Linked DNA regions of Danio rerio: region 2 is linked to region 1. The links are chromatin contacts, called in public Micro-C maps. All regions are on one chromosome and are shown on one strand. The core of a region is the stretch at or near the end of the contact, and the rest is flanking DNA. Distances in the headings are between cores, read along the strand shown.

Evidence for each region. Hi-C and Micro-C count contacts between places; a contact is called where the count stands out from the background.
Region 2: a Micro-C map of caudal fin shows a contact between it and region 1, with 4 times the contacts expected there. The contact joins the promoter of purab here to the promoter of ube2d2 in region 1. A contact is called at or near these places in 1 of 18 Hi-C or Micro-C datasets (caudal fin) and 1 of 4 datasets of contacts at active chromatin or transcription factors (embryo).

The regions. Positions count from the first base shown.
Region 1 is chr14:8,443,506-8,447,874 of GRCz12tu, forward strand. ube2d2 (ubiquitin-conjugating enzyme E2D 2 (UBC4/5 homolog, yeast)) reads left to right here and starts at 2,600. Exons shown (of 7, transcript NM_200959.3): 1 at 2,600-2,898; 2 at 4,073-4,136. The coding sequence starts at 2,875. It also overlaps a transcript of ppp3cb not described here.
Region 2 is chr14:8,814,657-8,819,025 of GRCz12tu, forward strand. It overlaps purab (purine-rich element binding protein Ab), which reads right to left and starts at 2,184. Exons shown (of 1, transcript XM_005157161.6): 1 at 1-2,184. The coding sequence starts at 2,147. The coding sequence ends at 1,308.

The DNA of each region.
Region 1 (4,369 bases), core at 1,350-3,849:
TATCTATCTATCTATCTATCCAAGAGGGTTGTCTATTTATCCATCCATCTATCTATCTATCTATTAAGAGGGTTATCTATTTATCCATCCATCCATCCATCCATTCATCCATCATCCATCTATCAATCCTACCATATATCTATTAAGAGGGTTATCTATTTATCCATCCATCTATCCATCCATCCATCTATCTATTAAGAGGGTATCTATTTATCCATCCATCCATCTATTAAGAGGGTTATCTATTTATTCATCCATCCATCCATTCATCTGCCTATCTATCCAAGAAGGTTGTACAAATGTCTTTAAAAAAAGGTTTAATTGTTTTCTTAACATCACTGTGAATTATAAAAAGCTCTTAAACTGTAATCATTCAAATATCTTTTTTTTTTTCAGGAGTAAGCTCTTTGTTGTTTGCATAATTTTTAAAATTATAATATCTTCTTTTTTCTCTTGCTGCAATGTAGACTTGTTGGAATTGTAATAAGATTTCTCTTTCTATTGGTTCTTGTTATTTTGTATGTTCTTTTAAGCATGTACAGGTGTCATTTGAAATACTGTTTCTTTAACAATGCATGGTTTCAGGCATGGTTTCCTTGGGGCATTGCATCATGTTAATATTTTGAGCTTATTGACACATATCACAGTAATACAATGTTATTCTTTTGAATAATGTATTATAGTCCTTCAATTTGCGTGTGAATCAAAGTATAACTATGTGATAACACCAATTTACCATAGAACTGCCATAGTATGCTTTCAAATAAATGCCTGGTCGTTAAGTAAATAAATGTTTTTCACAATTTTGCAGTGATATCAATATGTCATTTATTTGTACTGTACAATTGAATTTTTGTCTTTAATGAATGTGATTGTTTGAATGGGGCATAAACCTGTACAGCAGGATAAAGATATCACTATGGTATTTTAGGAATATAGGCCGATAGTTTGATCTTTTTGGATTTGTGTAATCAGGATTATGTGAGGATCAGACAAAAGCACCTAAAAATGTTGGCTTTTAATTGTTTGGACAATCAAATATTAGAAATGAGAACAAAGGCAGGTAAGACAATAGAATAAAAATGAGAACACATCAGATTAAGCCCATTGGGCTCTATGCACAGCTAGTGTTTTTCAATTAATGGTAAACATCCGGTGAAAGCTTAATGTGACTATTTTCAATATTAATATTGTTCCTTTCACAGCATCGATATTGTAATGTAATTACAATACATTCAGTTAAATAGACTTAAGCATTCATTTAGTTGTTCAAGCTTACATGAAAGTCCATGTAGCGCCGTCAGTAGCAGCAAGCGTGCGCAGAACCTCTAAATACTGAGAAAATACTGAGGTAAAATGAACAGTCATATTTTAAAGACATGGCAGGGGGAATGGAATTTAATGCAGTGATCTTGTCCGGTCTGAGACCCAATTAATGTTGTAGATTTTTCAGGCAGTAAAGATCACTGTTTTTTTTTAAAGAAATCAGATATTAAACGTGGTTTATAATGGAAAGACACTTTACCGGAAGCAATGAGGCTGGCTCACTGAAATTAAAAGTCTGTCTGCATATACCCCATCAGAATACATACTCAAGGTTTTAGAAAATATATAGCCTATTACAACCTACAAACAAATCGACTAAACTCCCTGCTTATTACAATTTCTTTACATTATTTTCTCTTACCATAATCAATATAGTAATTAGTCAGTTATGTTAGGATGTACTGATGCTAGAAACTATATTCATATACTTTATATTTAGTGGCTAGCATAATTTTTGGTGGCAAGCATGCATATGCTTTTTATTATAAAAACGTATATTGTTTTTAATATATTTAAGATGTGGAAACATATTTTATTGACCCGAATAAAAAATGCATATAAAAATAACTGATGAAGTAAAGTACCTGTAATATTCTCATGTAAACATTTTAAATACGTAAAAATATTTACAATTTATAAAAAATAAAAAACAAATGGTAATAACGTAACGTTACCTGTATTATGATTATGTACATAAATTAAGAAAATGTGAGAGCTGCAAAGCTCATGCATCATACAACAATACAGATTAACGTGAAAGTGTTCATTTAAACATTTAAAAATAATTAAATAAAACTTACAGTGGAGCTTTGTTTCTCTCATACTGCATCCACCAATCTATGGGCGATAATCTCGTGTTTTGACGCGATAAAACATAAACTTGTCAAGTATCCCTCCGCACTGGTGAAACTTCCTCTGACGGAGGATATTTATGTGTTTGCGAATTTGGTAGAAATTGAGTATAAGCTGTTCTCCGCGGACAATTGTAAACACACGTCGAATGAACACCTCTAACAATAAATAAACGTATGTCCCTCCTAGCTATTTCTTTTATATTTCTGAGTTTATCGCCCAGCTCGCACATAGGCTCGAAATGGAAGCGTTCAACCACAGGGTTTCATTTGGGCTCAATCAGCGTTGAAGTCATTCAGCGCGATCCGCCATTTTGGCACAGCTATTGCATCAGTTTCGTAATTCACAACAGCACTATCTGGCAACTGGCGTAGGCGCGCAATCCGTCCCCGGCGACTGCGTCCATTGGCGGAAGGATCTGTTTAGAGCAGCGCAGTGTGCGTGTTGCGGTTAGCTGCTCGCTGCCGCCGCTGCTGCAGGAGGAAGGACCGAACCGCTACCAGCACCACCTTTCAGTTTCGCCTTCAAATTACACCAACCGGCTCCGTCACACACAGAACACCGATTGAATTATAACCCCAAGGCGTCCTTTAGTACGACACACGAGGGGTTGGAAGCGTCGGAACCGAAGAAACGCCGTTTTAATCGAGTACAGGGCGCGTTTTGTGTGTTTTTGACAGCAGTAACAGCACAACAATGGCTCTGAAAAGAATCCACAAGGTAAGAGAAGGAAGTCACGGGCGCCATTGCCTTATTCCGCATTGAAATCGCATATTTTTTTTTCGATTTTACCGGAAATTCGAATTTTTGGATGTTATTGATAGGTTCTAGGTGTTAAGTGTGCCGCTGGTGCGATGACAACTGTTGTAAAGCTCCCCGGTTCGACGGTTCGGCCCGGGCTAACGATTAGCATGTTAGCTTGAGACCCTTCGTCGAACTGCCTGCGACTGATGTACAAGGTTTATTCGGTGTTCACTTTCACGTTTCATTTCTCGTTTTATATTGTAAACTGACATAAATAGTATTTTGAATTGGAAGTCGGTTTGGTATGGCTCGCTTGAGGATTAATGTAGGCTCATGGTAACGTGTTAGCATGCTAACCGCTCGTAGCCACTGATGCTAAAGGCCCATTTGAAAATCTTGAACAAAAATATTTCTCTCTCATATTTCATCATCAGATGGGTGTGTTTTTATTATTTCTACGCCAAAATACGGTGGTATACGCCAAATACGGTTGTTAGTTTAACTAACTAACGTTACCGTTCGCCTATCCGGGAGAGGCATCTGGCCCATCGGTTTGCCGTCACGGGTAACGTTAAACGTTTAAGTCATTTTCTCATTATGTTTAGTCTTGTGTTCGTGTTAATTTATCAGCATCAAAATATTTGGTATTTTTGAGCCAGTCTGTTAAGTGTTTAAGTTCAACACGTATTTATTTATGTCTTGAGGTTAGCTCGTGGCGCAAGCAAATTGGCGTAATGAACGTGGCTCAAATCGTTTCCAAATCAGACCATTATCTTCTTTATTTGGACCTTAATTCTCTCTGATTTCAGTAGAACTGACAAGACCGGAAAAAAATTGTTACATAAGCTGTGGTCACATCTCATGTCATTACAGCAGCAATAACTTCATTACACAGGCTGTCGTGTGTCTGATTTGACATCAAGCCCCTGTCATTTCTCTCTTCTTAGTTATGTTTACTGGCCGTTTAGTTTTAGTCATTTTTAATGAAATGCACAGATATCTAAAGTGTTAGGTTTCGGTGTCAGTTTCAGCGAGCATTGCAGGTGTTTCAGGAAGGGCTCGAGACAGGTGATGCAGAGCTTTACCTGCTGCTTCTCCAAAGCATGATGGGTGAGTGATTTTAACCTGCTGGGTTTCTGGTTTGTTTTAGGAGCTGCATGATTTGGGCCGTGACCCACCTGCTCAGTGTTCAGCGGGCCCGGTAGGGGATGACAGTAAGTGCCTCACTATTTCCAACAAATTATTTAATAACTTTTTTTTTTTTCTTTGTTTAATTTAAAGCCATTCATTTTCGTGTCTTATTTATAGATAATCTTTGGTTATTGTACTTCTGATTAAGTCAAAGAACTAACATTTTAATTTTAATCTATATTTTTGATCTTGGACAAAGATGTTTGAAAGAAGTTCACTTCTGCTGTAACGTCGTCATCCCATCTTTTTCAGGTCT
Region 2 (4,369 bases), core at 934-3,433, 370 kb after region 1:
TGTTTCTGGAGACTGTTTTTATGAAGTGTGATTGTAAAAAAAAAAATTAAAAAGTAATTAATTTTTACTATTAGAGGCTGACTATATTTACACACACTTGCCACACAACTGTGTTTAAAGGCTTTATAAATGTGATTTTTGCATAATAGGTCCCCATTAATGTTAGACTTGACGCATTCTGCATTTGAAAGTGATCAAAAACACTGATCCTGGCTGGTGATGTGAGCTCAACATGGTACAACCAGCGCAAAAAAAAAAAAACTAGAAATAACCGAGTGCATCTTTAAGTCAAACCAGAAGGGGTGACATCCATTATAGAGATTGAATAGTCTGACAAAAGTGCGTGTTGAACTATACACAGCACTCACTCATCACTGTACCACCATTTCTGATGTTTGTTTGCATGTTGAACCTTTTAAACGGTTCAAACGGTTCCTAAATAATAGCTTTTGTGCTGGAAGTCAAAAGTGAGCACTAATTATTAATATATTTCTTCCTCTTTTTCAATTTGCACCTTTGGAAATAGTGTTACACTGCAAAAAATTACTTGTTTTCCAGTAAAGTGCACATACTTTTGCAAACAACATGAATGACAAGCCAAAATTTCTACAAGGAAGGTTTGGAGCGGGGTCAGTTGCTCGTTCTAATCCCCAGTTTGCATACTGAATATCAGCAGCATTTTCATGTCACTTTTACTACGAAAGCACATTTTAAAATCTGCAGAATCAGTTTCCTTTTACATAAAACGTGATCAGTGTCGAGTTGGCAACATGACTGACAGGCGTCAGTGCTGAAGTGTGTGGAATCGCATCACAACTGACCCCACTCATGTGTGAACGCTCTTTTTTCTTTACATAAAGTGTCTTTATCTTATATTTCTGGTAATGACATTCTTCGCCGTGTGAAATGTGTGGTGTAAATAAAACTTTTTCTTCAAACAATAAACACGCGCATATATAAACTCGGATAGAAGCAAACTATTAAATGGATCGATCAGTACTGGAAAACAAGAGGATTTTTGCAGTGCATAAGCGCTTGGATGTGTCACACACGTGGGTAAAAAGGGACACGCACACACACACACTCCTGCACCATCCTGGACACGGTTCATACATCATGTTGTCGATAGCAGCGTCTTACTGTTAAATGGTGGGTAAGTGGGTAACTTCCGGCGATGAGTGAAGAGATGCAACTGTTCGAGTCTGTGAGGGTTGTGTGTGTAGAGCAATCCCACATTACAGTACAGTAACGTTTGATTATCATGTCACTCTGGGCGTACATACGTACATGTATTTACGCGCTTTGCATTAGTCCTCGTCCCCGTCGTCGCCGTGCAGGCCCTCCGGCAGCATCTCGCGCGCCCTCCGCTCTCGGCTCCGCTCCTGGATCTTCTTCATCTCGTCCGCGTACTTGCAGAAGGTCGCGCCGAATTTGGACCACACTTTGCAGGGCACCGTGATGGAGTTGCGGTAGGTTGGCTTCACCTCGCTCACCCGCATGAAGACGCCGTACTTGTTGGAGCCGACGTCAAAGAAGAAGCGCTTGTTGTCCACCGTCAACGAAGTGCCCTCGGGCAGCTCCGCTGGATCCTCGTCCACGCCGAAGTCGTCGATGAGTTTGGCCAGCGCGTCGCGGAACTCGATGAGCCCCTGCGCCGGAAGAGCGATGGTCTGGCCTTGCGAGGTTCCCAGGCCGGGGCCGCGGTTGACGGTCTGCCGGATCCGGAGAAACCGCCCCCTCTGGTTCTCCTTCAGATCCATGTAGTACTTCCGATTCTCGCGCACCAGGAACTCGCTCTTAAGCGCCCTCCTGGGTTCGTCCTGCACCAAATCAGGGTTGCTGGGGCCCAGCTGGGCGTAATGCTCGATGAAGTCTCCCAGGTAGTCGCGAAACTCAACGGCGACAGACATGGAGAGAGTCAGGCGGCTCTTGTTTCCACCGGCCCCGACCTCTGCTATCTTCAGAAAGCGGCCTTTGGCGTTCTGCTTGACGTCCAGATAAAAGCGCTTGTTCTGAATGTCCACGCGCTTCGACGCGAGCTCCTCCGTGTCGTGCTGGAGCCGCGATGCAGCGCCCGGATGCATCGGGCCGGCGCCGGGGCCTGTGGCGAATCCACCGTGCTCGCTTCCACTGTCTCTGTCCGCCATGATGCAGCCTCCCCGCTTACCTTCTCTCTCTCTCTCCGTCTCCCTCAGCCCTGCTGCAAAAGCGACTGCTGCTCAGCGACCGCCGAACTATCGCGAGATCCGCAGTCAGAGACGCTGCTGAAGGAGGAGAGCATAGACTCTGCAGCCCTTCGAGAACCTCTGCATAGCGGTCAGATTGGGTCCGGGAAGCAGAAAAGAGCATTTGAAACGAGCAAAAATGTTCTGACTGAGTCACAATACACGACATTATGAAGCACAAGTTATGTCATTACAAATATTCCAGCTCAGAGCAGTCTTTGCAAGCAGTAGAGTGCAACAGTTGATTCAGGATTGAAACCATTTCTGTTTTTTAACATAATACAATAACTAATAAAGCTTTCAATACAGATATGTTGTACGTTATTGATATTATATTAAACATATTGTTAGAAATATTTGCTAAATCCATTAACAGGCGTTTAACAGTAATAGCCCATTCAAGATGTTTCTTAGATTTGTGTGTATATCATGTGGTATTTTGCATAGGATATTCATAAAAAGGTGAATAAAATATTTAATAAATGTATTAAAATGAATAATTTCTGGAAACAATTATATCCCTGACTGTCGAAACTTGTAAAACTTTGTTCCTGGTGGACATGTGTAAGTTCATATTTGCTTCCAGAAAAAAAGAAGTTTGTTTAGAGAACTGAAAACTGACAACTTCATTGCATTTTATTCAACCAGAATCAACGTTACGCATGTTCTACTTCAGCTTGCAGTCTCCGTCTTGTGGATGGGCTCTATTTCTGCAGTCAGTGAGATTCCTCATATCAGAGTGTGTTGTTACAATCATACCAGCGCTGAGATTGCGCAGGAAGGATTAAACGTCTTCATTAAGTCCTTCATTTTAATTTTATATATATATATATATATATATATATATATATATATATATATATATATATATATATATATATATATATATATATATATATATATATATATATATATATATATATATCAGGCCTATGTGTGTTAAAGAAAGAGACTCGAAATGTCAGCATGTTATACAATCAAATATTTAGCATCTATTTTTTTACAATATTATGCATTTATAAGTAGCATATAACCTATCAATTAGTATTAAAAAGTAAAAAATAAATAACCTACTTTGTTAAATGACGTAATCAGAAGCTAAATGGAAAATAAGGGATGTAATAATGAACACCGTAAACTCTTCCGTTCAGCACCACGGACAGCGACCGCGCCACGCCCACCGCAGGGATTGCAAACGGTTGAATTTTATTTATTAAGAAAAGTGATATATTATATTTGTATTCATGATGGTTAGAAATGTTTATTCAACTTTTTTTCTTTTTTTTTTGTAAAGCGAGAGAATTCAAAATATTTTAGACGGTTGTAGTTGATTTTAGCTTTTAAGAGATTCAATCTGTATGACTATGAAGATCAGTTAAAAGCCAAAAATGTAAAAATATTAATATTTTTAACAAAGTATATATATATGATTATTTTTCAAATACACTAAAAAACCCCTCTAAGAGTTAAATAAACTAAAATAGACATTAAGCATATTTCATGAGTTACATATACAGTAGATTGAGACTGATCTCAGAACTTATTTTAGGACTGTTATTTCTCACTCAGCAAACCAACAAACTGCCATTTGGCTAATTAAGCTGCCAACAAAGCATGGGTGCTTCTGCAAGGTGGTAATCTCAAAACTCAAAGCATTACATGAAACAATTCTAAATCTGCAAACTTAAGTGAAGATTAAACTCTAACACATCTTTCTATTAACTTTAAACACCTAAGAGTAATTTTATCGTCAACATTTCCCACGCTCAATTCAATCCCATGCATGCAAAGCATACTGGAAACTACAAATCCCCTAACTAGTTAGTTGGACCAACACAATTCCTTCATGTTGTCCCAACACAAAACGATTAAGTTTACTAAATGATTTACAAATTTAGGTAGTCTGAACATAAAACAAATAAATTAAAGAAATGACAAGAATTGTGTTGTTTTAGCTTATTTTAAACAGGTAGTTTGAACAAGCAGCAGTAATCTTTTGTGTGTGTGTGTGTGTGTGTGTGTGTGTGTGTGTGTGTGTGTGTGTGTGTGTGTGTGTGTGTGTGTGTGTGTGTGTGTGTGTGTGTGTGTGTGTGTGTGTGTGTAGCCAATTGATACTGAGTCATTTAATGTTAATGTTAATAATT